Regions from separate parts of the Mus musculus genome. Here regions 1 and 2 are each linked to region 3. Evidence: chromatin contacts called from public HiChIP or PLAC-seq data. All regions are on one chromosome and are shown on one strand. The core of a region is the stretch at or near the end of the contact, and the rest is flanking DNA. Distances in the headings are between cores, read along the strand shown.

The links. HiChIP or PLAC-seq counts read pairs in DNA pulled down with a chosen protein or histone mark.
Region 1: a contact with region 3 is called in an H3K27ac HiChIP or PLAC-seq map of double positive thymocytes, with 3 times the contacts expected there. The contact joins two enhancer-like sites. A contact is called at or near these places in 4 of 115 datasets of contacts at active chromatin or transcription factors (acute myeloid leukemia, double positive thymocytes, large pre-B cells and 1 more).
Region 2: an HNF4G HiChIP or PLAC-seq map of pancreatic cancer cells shows a contact between it and region 3. The contact joins two enhancer-like sites. A contact is called at or near these places in 1 of 115 datasets of contacts at active chromatin or transcription factors (pancreatic cancer cells) and 1 of 9 other capture datasets (adipose tissue).

The regions. Positions count from the first base shown.
Region 1 is chr14:25,057,542-25,061,191 of GRCm38.p6, reverse strand. All of the region lies in intron 2 of Gm41112 (a long non-coding RNA gene), which reads right to left. Among named protein-coding and RNA genes, the nearest start is that of Gm41112, 8.7 kb to the right of the region's middle. Within about 2 kb of position 1,606, at least 6 of the 459 cell types and tissues checked have an H3K27ac peak or open chromatin away from gene starts, as enhancers often do. A contact at or near this core is called in double positive thymocytes, where this site is marked.
Region 2 is chr14:25,823,898-25,827,492 of GRCm38.p6, reverse strand. No RefSeq gene overlaps it. Among named protein-coding and RNA genes, the nearest start is that of Anxa11, 16 kb to the left of the region's middle. Within about 2 kb of position 1,447, at least 24 of the 459 cell types and tissues checked have an H3K27ac peak or open chromatin away from gene starts, as enhancers often do. A contact at or near this core is called in pancreatic cancer cells, where this site is marked.
Region 3 is chr14:25,515,237-25,519,122 of GRCm38.p6, reverse strand. The region is part of intron 2 of Zmiz1 (zinc finger, MIZ-type containing 1); the gene reads right to left. Among named protein-coding and RNA genes, the nearest start is that of Mir3075, 17 kb to the left of the region's middle. Within about 2 kb of position 1,757, at least 190 of the 459 cell types and tissues checked have an H3K27ac peak or open chromatin away from gene starts, as enhancers often do. A contact at or near this core is called in double positive thymocytes and pancreatic cancer cells, where this site is marked.

The sequences.
Region 1 (3,650 bases), core at 357-2,856, 460 kb after region 3:
TGCTCTGATAGCCTGTGCTGTCTCACATTGGAATAGAATGCTTTAAGGAAGGAGACTGTAAGCCACTGGGGCCACAAGGCTAAGTGCCTCTCCTGGGAGGCGCACTACAGCAGCAGCGGTGCTGGCTGCCCACCTGACTGGTACACACTGAACTGCATGCAGGTGGGCTTCCCACCCTGAGTCTCCCTACAGAACCACAACAAACCCAATCACTCATTCACTCACAGGCTTATTAATTCAACAGCTTATATTAAGCTGTTGTAATACGTTGCATGTTCGTGGCTGCTTAAACATGATGGCAGAGGTGGGCTCTGAGATGACTCGACTCATGTTCTCATAGTAACGGCAGGGCTGAACTCTTCTGTGCAGAAGAACTGAGTGTGGGCTCACAGAGGCAACGGCAGCCGGCAGCCTCAGCAATATGGGGGCTACTAGGCAGGAACCGCTCTGAATGTCCAGTTTCTTGTCCTTACTCAGTTATTTGTGAAGTGCTTTGGCCAGGCTACCTCCCTCCCTCCTTCCTTTGTATTAAATATGCATCATGTCCTACAGAAGACGCTGGGAATGCAAATGAAGTCCTGGAGAAAACAGGCCGGAAACGAGATTGTTATGCCATAATGCGACTATCTAAGCAAGCACAAGGCATGATGGGAATTCAGAAGTGGCCACTCCCCTACTCCCACTTGACTATCTTGGACAGCTTTGTCAACAGGTGACGCTGAGAGTTCCCTCTGCCCGGCTGAGCACTTGCACACTCTAGACTACAAGCGAGGCTGCAGTACAGGCCTATAGGTTTTGCCTAGACCAGAACAGACTCTTGGACCCTCCTCTCATTGCCTGGAATCTCTGGGCCTCTCTGGCCTGGTTGGATGGTCTCAGCCCCCTTGAGCCCTCCTTGCTAAGTGCAGAACCTGGCACTGCTCAGAATCTAAAATGAAGAGCTCTGGTCTCATCCTATCCCATGCCTGTTCTTATTCAGCTGCAATAGGGTCCTAGAAGTAAGAAACCCTTCCACCTGCCCCTGGATGCCAGGCCCTGGGGACCCCGCAGAGCTCATCCTGCCACTACAAGAATGGCCTTATCTTGCAAGAGCAACTTTCAGGTGGGTTAGAGGAGGAAGAAAACTTCAGAGCAGAAGCCAAGGTCAATGTTGAAATGTTGAGCAGTGCTGCTTGCCCCGTGTTCCTCTCTGTGGCATCTTTTTGCAGTGTAACTTGGAAATGAAAGTCAGGCATAGAATACACTGATAAAAATGATATGATTGTTGTGACTAACAAAGTATTTGACTATCAAATGAAACTTGGGTTCCAAACCAAGTATTAATAAAATAAATATTGACAACAACTGATTTTCTACTTCTTACACTCTCTGTTGTTTAAATGGAATAACAGAAGCAAAATTGCCCTGGGCTTGTGCACCTACAGAGTGTCTGCTTGTTGAGTTAAGTATTCAAGGTAAACTTGCTGTATCACTCTGAATATGTGTCTCTACCTCTCTGGTTCAATGTGCTCTATAAAACAGGGCTAGCATCACTACACTATGGGATGTGGCGAATGAACCGAGAAAAGCAAGACTGCGTTTTCCGTGGTACCTTTCATCTCCTCCGTCAGCCTGTTTTAATTTGCAGCCCCTTCGGAACCACTCAGCATTGGTTGCCCTGATAAAAGTAGGTCACAGGGTGAGATGAGGGGCCACTTCCTTCCACCTTGAGCTCACAGGGACACCCAGTTCCAAAGACTCGAGAAATGGTCTCCCTTACTGAGTGAGGGCCCAAAGGAAGGCTGAGGAAGTTTCTATACTTCAGTAGCAAGCTTTCTCCACCTCCCACATCCAAGGCTTGTACAGTTTTTGAAGGGCCCAGAGTTGTCTTCCTGGGTTGGGGATGAAAGGAACAATGAGGAGGTTTACCTTCAAAAGCCCACCCTGGCTCCTGTGGCCGCCTCCCTCGACTGCGGCGCTCCTGTGAATTATGCATGAGGTTCTGGTGGGAGCCGTGTGCCTTTTCAAATATTTCTCTAATTGATGAGTGGGGCTTTGATGAATGTCTGTAGAACCCGGAGCATCTGATCACAGGAATTCTGTCTTGTTCCTCCTTGACAGATGTTTATTTGACGTAAAGGGGGTGCAAGGTCCAGGGAGCTGCTTCTCTTTATTGTAAACAGAAAGCCTATGGTTTTGTTCCTAAATCCTAACAAGGACCATTCTCTGAGGTCTGACGCCCGCCATCAGTCAGATGAACCGGCCGCGGGCAGAAAGCTCAAGTGTGCAGCCCTCATGTAGGCTGAGCCCTCCTTTTATCCAGAGTGCTCTTCTGTCTATTGAGGAATGCCTCCTGAACTTCATCTATGAGGAGAGACAGAACCCTCTAGAACCAGGGTGTATAGGTGTCAGGGACCATTCATTTCCCTCTACTGGACTGATTGTGATGATGTCCCATGGTCCCAGCACTGGGATGCTGGCATGGGTTGAGAGATGGGCACTGTCGCTGAGGCCTTGAAAGGCTCTGTGAGTGGCACCCTGGCTCTCAGTATGATGTGTGCATACTTCCCTAGTTTCTCCTCCCAGGGAAAGGCAGAGCTGCACATCCCAGGCCAACATCAGAGGCCTTCTTCCTCTCAATTCAACTCATCTCTCTCCATCTGCCACTCCCTCCCACACAGGACCCCTGAGTTTCAGCCTCCTTGGTGCCCTATCTATTACTTATACAAGGCATGATATTTCCATGAAGCCTTACTGGTACTACATATTGTAACATGGCACTGTTGAAATTGTCAGATCTGGTGTTTAACATGCTATGTTGGTCTCATTCAAGTCATATGATAACAGTGCATGATGTTAGGTCTAGGACAAGAGATTGATTGGGTTTTTTGCTACGACCTCTCACTTCAGGACATAAGGCCAACATGTACATGTGTGAGTGCATGCGCACATGCACACACACACACACACACACACACACACACGCGCGCGCGCGCGCGCACACACACAATTATTTATTAAGTTGCTGGAATATATAGTTTATGTGCACTTGCCAAAAAATTCTCCTTTCTCTGGCTTCCTGCTTTTTGGCTGAGGGACCTGTGCCAGAATACTGTACCTGTGTGATGTGCACCCTACATATCTAGTGTGGAATGGGGAAAGGGATGTGCAAAGACTTATAGTTTTGATTGCCAGCTAGTCACAAGTCTACCCCCTTGTAAGAGGGAAACTCAAAGGAAGAATTGTCTAGATCAGCCTGGCCTGTGGGCACGTCTGTGGGGGTGTCTTGATTTATAATTGATACAGAAGGGCTCAGCCCACCATGGGCAGTACCATCCTTAGGAAGTTGAGTCTGGGATGTATTAGAAGGCCAGCTGAACAAATTAGAGAAGCACAACAGTAAGCAGAACCCCCCCCCCCGCCCCATGGTTTCTCCTTCAAGCTCCTGCCTTGAATTCTTGCCTTGACGTCCTTCAGCGATGGACTGTAAGCTATGAAATGAAGAAAGCTCTCTGTTCTCTAGTTGCTTCTGGTCATGGTATTTCACACAGCAACAGACCGCAAGCTTGAACATGGCCTCCTTCATTTTGCCTTGTGACCCACCATGCATAGGGAACATGTTTAAGTCACTGACCTGCAGAAACTGCCGGAGGGAAGGGAGTCTGTGTTGG
Region 2 (3,595 bases), core at 198-2,697, 310 kb before region 3:
CTACATCACATCATCACTGTGGTTTTTTTTTAACTATGTATTTGATTTATGTAGCGTGTGTGTGTGTGTGTGTGTGTGTGTGTGTGTGTGAGAGAGAGAGAGAGAGAGAGAGAGAGAGAGAGAGAGAGAGAGAGAGAGATTATGGCGATTATACATGTGAGTGTGGGTGTTCATGGACTCTAAAAGAGGGTACCCTATCCCTTGTAGCTGAACTTACAACAGGTCATGAGAAACCTAGTATGGCTGGGAACCAAACTTGGGGTCCTCTTCAAGAAAAGCAAGTGCTCTAAACTGCCCAGCCATATCTCCAGCCATGCACCTCATCACCACTGATTTTACAACTCATGTCATTAGGACCTTTATCCCTGTTTGTATCTATCACTACAGGAAGCTCAGGGCTATCAGTCATCCCTTACCTCCCAGGCTTGCACGCCCTACATCCTGTGTGGTTCTCTCCATAGCTCTGTCTTTCTTCATAGCCGGAACTTCAACCAAGATACAATACTGTAAAAGTAACTTTTATTTGCTAGATGTAATTGTCACCTCTGAGGCTTACTGCTGAATAAGCTCACCCTTTCTAGCTCTTTCTGTACTCTGACTGACTGGTTCAACTCAGCTGTTTTGGCCCAAACTCTTCTCCAAGCTAACTGATTCAAAATGACTTCTTTAGGCTTCTGACTGAGTTGCTCTGCTTGGTCTCAAACTAACTCCGGCAATCTGTTCTAATCTTCTGGCTCCTTCTCATTCTCTGGCTTGTTCTATCTTCACCTGAAACCTATCTTTGTAAGACTATCTCAGTAAAACTGCCTCTGATGACTGTATGGAACTGTAGGGAACTCACAGAGGACCTCAACTCCACTGCAATAACTGAACGGAACTCAGCTATACTCCCGAAGAGCCCAAAGTAATTCCCAGCATTGGTCTGTATCTATTGTATATATCACTACATTGTATCTATCGCCCCCATTTCACTGCATATCCTCTAGCCCTACATTCTTTTCAGCTTCAGTAAAACCACCTGGCCTGTGTTAGCTCCATAAAAGCTGAGATAAGACTGCTGCCTTGTTCAAATAGCCTTGAGCCTGTACAAACATCCTGCTATCATAAAAAGTCACATGCAGGACTAACCCTCAATTTATGAATTCCTTCTTTCCCACCCCCTGAACATCGGCTTGTGGTTTTATGCTTTAAGAACCTGCTCCCTCCTTCCAAGGTTGAGGCTTCAACTCCCTATCCTGACTGCCTCCCTAGCCAGCTAGAAGTGCTTCTCGAGGTGAATAAAGTTGCTTCTGGTTTGTTTCTGACTCTGGTGGTCCTGCCCTCATTATTAACACAACCCTAGACCCCACCCCACCCCAACACTCCACTCTGAACTACACCAAACTGACTCAACTGACTTACACTCACGAATTGTTCTCCACTCACACACCGTTGTTGGGGATTAAGGGCGTGTCTGTATTCCAGCCGGAGCGATTAAAGATGTGTGTCATTGAAGCCAGATCACACAGACCTAGAAGGTCTTAGGCTGTGATCCCTTGTCAGAGCAGCCGTGTTGCTGGATTAAAATTCCTCTACACAATACAGCCAATCTACATGTTCATCTCCCATGGTAAGGGATAGAAGGGACTCCCAGGTCCAAAGGAAACTTCATCTTCCCATATTCCAAAAGGCAGAAAAGATAAATGGTCAGCTGTGGTACCTATTAGCATAACACAATTGACGTTGGCTTCCAGGGTCCCAACATCACAAGTGGCTGTTACACATTGCAGAGTCCATACTAGCATCCCCAGCTCTCCTCACCTCCTCCCCTGTCCCAAACTACTGAGAAGACACCTTCAGGGTGTGTCCATGAGCAAGTGATGGCAGGCTTTCGGTATTGTCATTTCTGTGGCCCTTGACCAGTTTTCTTTTTCTTTCTTTCTCCCCCCCCCCCCCACCCCCCGAGACAGGGTTTCTCTGTATAGCCCTGGCTGTCCTGGAACTCACTTTGTAGACCAGGCTGGCCTCAAATCCAGAAATCTGCCTGCCTCTGCCTCCCAAGTGCTGGGATTAAAGGCATGCGCCACCACACCCAGTTTATTGATCAGTTTTCTACTGTAATGCAAATGTTTGTAAATGCTTGTCTTCCCAAAAGGTGATTCCCAGGGATTATTATATTAAAAAGCAAGCTCCTCCGGTGGGGAAGGTCAAACAGCCCTCAGTGACAAAGGGTAACCCTTAAACAATGGATCAAGTGTTCTCTTGCTGCGGATTGGTTCAGACTGGAATGACAACTGGATCTGGGGAGGCCTTACGGAGGCAGGACTTCTGAGCAAGAGAGGAGACACAGGCAGGGAGCAGAAGGGAGACAGACGGGGCTGGAAGCATACAGTGAGAGCCACGAGGAGAGACTGGGAGGGGATAAGTCAGGATAAGTTAGATGAGCTAGCTAGAGACTGGCCCCAGCAAAAGGCCACAGCTTTAAACCAAATAGATACCTCTTACCTCTGTGTCTTAATTAAACTTCAAGTGGGACAGGTCAAGTTATTCATTCTCATTGTGGCCCTGCTATTTCAACTAGGTCCCCCCCCTTTTTGCCTACTCTTCCTCTCTCCCCCCCTTCTCTTTGTCTTCCTTGCTCTGTCTCCCTCTCTCTTCCTTGCTCTGTCTCCCTGCTCCTCCCCCCTCCCCCGCACTCTTTTGTTCTCTCACACTCTTCCTCTATTCTCCCTCCATCCCACCCTGATCAGGTGCAGTCCGATGCCCATCTTCAGTCTTTCAATCTCTCCCCTGGACTCTTCCAGATGCCCCTGGATGTCTCTCCCCCGTACTCTCCAATAAAAACAGTCACCCTGACTGCAGCCCACATCAGTTTGTCCATCAGGTGCCAAGACTGAGGAGAGGCATACAGGACATAAATGGACTCTGCCTCTCCTAACCAAACCACGTTGCTAATTTGACTCTCCTAAGGTGTGGCTCATTTGCATCTGCTGGTTTCTACCACCCACTACTTTCCACTCTAGATTTTAGGGTCTGCCTCTCCAACGGCTTCTTCCCTCCCTGCCTCTCAGCTGGGATCAGGTCGTCTCTTGGAGCCTGCTATACACCCTGGGTGCCCATCAGGTGCAGATGCTCTGCCCCTCTCCTCTTACTTGGGTGTCACCTCAGAGCCACCTGCTCTGGCTCCTAGATCCCGCTACTGCTACGAAAGTCACATAGATACATCAGGCAGCGTCTGACATCCTATGGAAAGAGATGTCTCTCCTTTGTGATTTGGGCATCTCTCCCTGGCACGTTTCTCTTGTCTGCTTGAGGGTGCCCTGGATTGAAATTCTTGTCATGAAAACACTTCCCCTTCTCTCTCCCACCTTTGCTCTCCCTCCCTGCAAGCTCTCAGCTTGCTTCAGGAGCTTCCTGGAATCCTTGCTCTGGTGGAATTCCTGTTTATGACTCTTTCCCTAAGCACATTTCCCACTAGGGGCTTCCTGCTCTAAGATAAATATGTGCTTCCAGTATCTTAGAGACAGAGGGGCTCTTAGACAGTGAAATCCTCCCTCTGTTTGTGACAAGTTTCTTAGGCGCTCTTACCCCATCTTCTCTCCCGCTTGTGCTGTCT
Region 3 (3,886 bases), core at 508-3,007:
CATGCTTGTTGAGACCTATAAATGTCCTCAGTTGTAAACAAACAAATAAACAAACAAACAACTAAATGAATAAAATACTACCATTACCTGACACACAGTATTCTCAGGGTCACTCGCTATCCTTGTCTCCTCAAAAGCATAAAATCACCGTCACGGGACAACCAGTTAGTTGTATTCCCATTATTTATCCCCCATGTCAAAAGCACCTGCCACAGAACCAACCCCCAGTCAGACATTGCACCACACCCAGCCCTCCTCACCTGCTGGTCCAGTGAGACACTGCACAGCCCTGAGGATCAACCTCAAGGGAGTAGAGCTGACTCTGGCGATCCAGAGTCTGCATGCTGGGCCCTCCTGGGACATGCTGGAGCTGCTCTTCCAGAAGCCACCTGTGTGGGTGGCCATGTGCATGTGAGGGCACCTCCATGTGCCCACGGGAAGCTGGAGGCCAGAGTCATTGGATCCCCCTAGTATTACAGGCAGTGTGAGTGCTGGAAAGCAAAGTTAGGTCCTCGGGAAGAGTAGTATATGCTCTTAACCATGGAGCCTTACTTATTTAATTTTTGTATGCGTTTGTGTGCACATAAGGTCAGTGTTGAGTGTCTTCTGTATTCACTCTCCATATTCTTTGTGTGTGTATGTGTGTGTGTATGTGTTTGTTTTTGAGACATGGTGTCTTACTATGTCTTACCAGCTCTGACTTGCCTGGAACTCACTCTGAAGACCAGGCTAGCCTTGAATTCACGGAGATCTGCCCGCTTCTGCCTCCCTAGTGGTGGGATTAAAGGTGTCTGCCACTACACCTGGTTTTCCACATTGGTCTTTTGAGACAGGGTCTTTCACTGAACCTGGAGCTCACCAGTTCTGCTTGACTGGCCAGCTGCTGAGCCTCAGGGCTACCTGTCTACCTGTCTCCACCTCCCCATCCTCCAGACTCAGTGTGTAGCAGAGGAGAGCCACAGATAGTTAGGTATTTCTAATGCATTTCTCTTATTCTTTAATAAATACACAGCATAAATAAATAAAACAAAATTTATGTTCTTTCGGGTTCTGATTTTAGAATCTAGTCACAAATGTCTTAAGTTTCTTGGGCCAAATTTCTACAAACTCACTACAGTGAAGTTTTGGCAGAAGAGTGTTTGCAGAGAAAACAAAGCAGAGAGGTTAGTGCCTGCCCTGAGCATATGACAAAGCCTAGGTCTCGGGTGCTGGGAGCGTTCAGCAGCAGCCTCTCTCCAGCCCATGCCTAGCCCTACACAATCTCTGGGCTTGGTAAAGAACCTCTAGAGAATGAGGCGACTGGATGAAGATGGCAATGCTGAAGTCTGGGATCCAAGATGGTGTCCTTTCCCAGGATTCCCTGAAGCCCTCCTCTTTCTTCCATCAGCCTCCTCTGGTGATCGTTGGCAGGGGCTAGAAGCATCAATCTCTCTTTGGATCATACCAGGAGCTCCAAGCATACCCCTGATGCTACAACCTCATTCCTGAGCCTTGATTCTGTGGACTCTAGCACAGGCCCCAGCCTTCTTTTGACCTTGGTCTCCCTATATATTTGTCTTTGGGATAGGCCTCGATGGTGTTGGTTCTAGGGCCTCACAGTTCTAGGGCCATCTGGGGCTTTGCAGCTGGAGACCCTGGCTGGGCCCCACTGCCTGCCTTCCTGCTGAGAACAGGATGTGGGTGTCAGGAGGTGAGGAGAGCATGGGGCCGGGTTGGGAGTGGCCTTGGGTTGGGACTTCCTGAAGCCAGATCGGTTTACCACAGTCAGTTGGGCTCAGGACCGCACAGCTGTGAGTTATAAATGGCCCTCTCAGAGCAGGGTCTAGAGGCCCTGATGCCAGTGGAGGCAGCAAGTGTCCATAGTGCCTACCCAGGGGTCTTCCCCAGCTAACGGCCTAGCCTCTGGAAGCCAGTTCTATCTGTCCTGCCCTCTCGAGCTATGAGTTCTCTTTATACCTCACTCTGAGATTACTGATAAGGGGGCTGACACCATCTTCTCCTTAGCCTTCAAGTGAGAATCCTGTGGTCTTGGTGACTAGGGAGATCCTTTTGAGCAAGGCCAATGACCTGACACAGGACACAGGGTCCCTGACACCAAACTGGGCACACAGCCAGCTACTCCAACGACAACCCAACAACTCAGCAACCTGCTTCCCATAGCCTAACTGCCTTCCAGTGCCCGCACCAGAGCATACACAGGGGAGGAGGGAGAGAGAGTACCGAGGTCTCAGCCTGCTTGCAGTGGCCCTCAGCTTAGCAAAGCAGCAGCAACTCGGCCTAGCGCCAGGCCTTGGTGTGATTCGCATCCCCGGCAGGAGGTGTTCTGAGGGCCCCTTCCCCCTGTGGGCTGCCTGGAATCAATCCTTCAGGCCATGCTCAGCCTGGGGCACACCACATGGTCAAGAATAAGAGGGACAGTGCCTCCTACTGGGACCAGTGAAGGGGGACACAGAAACAGGCACAGTGGCAAACTGTAGTTCAGGTCTATGACAGCTGAAGTTTATGGCATTTTGGAGGCCCTCTTGAAAAAATATGTAAAATTGTAAATGCCTATTTAGAGTTAGAAAAATCAGAACAAACTCCTGGATCCTCAGGGATCCAAATCCCATTTCTGGTGAGGCTTCTTTAAATGACTGACCAGAAATACTTATAGCGAGAAGCTCCCAATTACAACTTGTGACACCTCTCTACCTGTAACACTCCACAGCTCCCAGGAACTCCAAGTCTCCAGCCAGCTTCTCCCTAACTTTGCCAATCATCATCATGGTAACGAAACTGTTAATACCGACTAACTTAGGGCCATTAGCTGTACCATTCTAAGTACTTTATGTCAACTGACTCATTTAGTCTCATGACATCCTGGGAAGTACACGCTGTACCCATTTTAAAAGATGAGGAAACATAGAGGGACACGAAGAAAACAGCTCAAGGTCACCGCCAGGATAGGAACCCAGACAGGCTGGCACTGTGCCCTGACCAGTCCTCTCGGCCACCGCACCGAGAAGCTGGAGAGACTCCAAAAGCAGCAGCAGCAGCAGCAGCAGCAGCAGCAGCAGCAGCAACCAAGGGCAGATGCTAAGTATACCCATTCATGTATGCATTCATCCATGAACGACATCACTGATTCATCCCACCTGGCACCAACGCCTCAGCGAGTGAACAGGCCCCCTGCTCTGCCTCACCATACTGGGTCTTCTGCATAGGCAGAAATGGATGCTGCCTCCGCTTGCCAGGGCAGATAGATAGATAGGGTTTGGAGCGGGAGAGACCTTAGACATGGACAGGGCTGGTAGTGGGGTGGTGGAAGGGGCTGCTCAACGTCACCCAGCATGCTGCCAGGTTCTATCCCACATCAGAGAGAAGAAGTGGCTGGAGAGGAGTGGCCACAGGGGCCAGCCTGTAAGAACAGTGAGCTCCTGAGAGGTCTGCAGCTAGTCCTTTGGAGGGCAGGGAGAATTGCTGGAAGCCTGGGGTCATGAAGTCAAATGATGGTGGAACAGGCTAGCTGGTGGCTGATGGAGGAGGAACAGGAGGAAGAAGAGGAGGAAGAAGGGGAGGAGGAAGAGGAGGAGGAGGGAGGGGAGGAGGAAGGGGAGGAGGAAGAGGAAGAGGAGGAGGAGGTAGTGACAGGTGTCTTTGGCCATTCCAGCCATGCCTTTGTTCTTCCCTCGCCTCCCATTTTCCCCTAAGGCCTCCAGGACCACCCAAGGGTTGATGAACTGAGGGTGTCTGGTAGCACTGGGGGGGGGTCCCCTCCCACAGATAGCATATCAGGAAGTGGGTGGCCCAGGGATCTATCCATGTCCCACAGTATACCATGATTGCTCTGAGCACTTCCCAAGGAGCACTCTGCAGGAGGCTCTCAGATGTCTCTCAGGCCCACCAT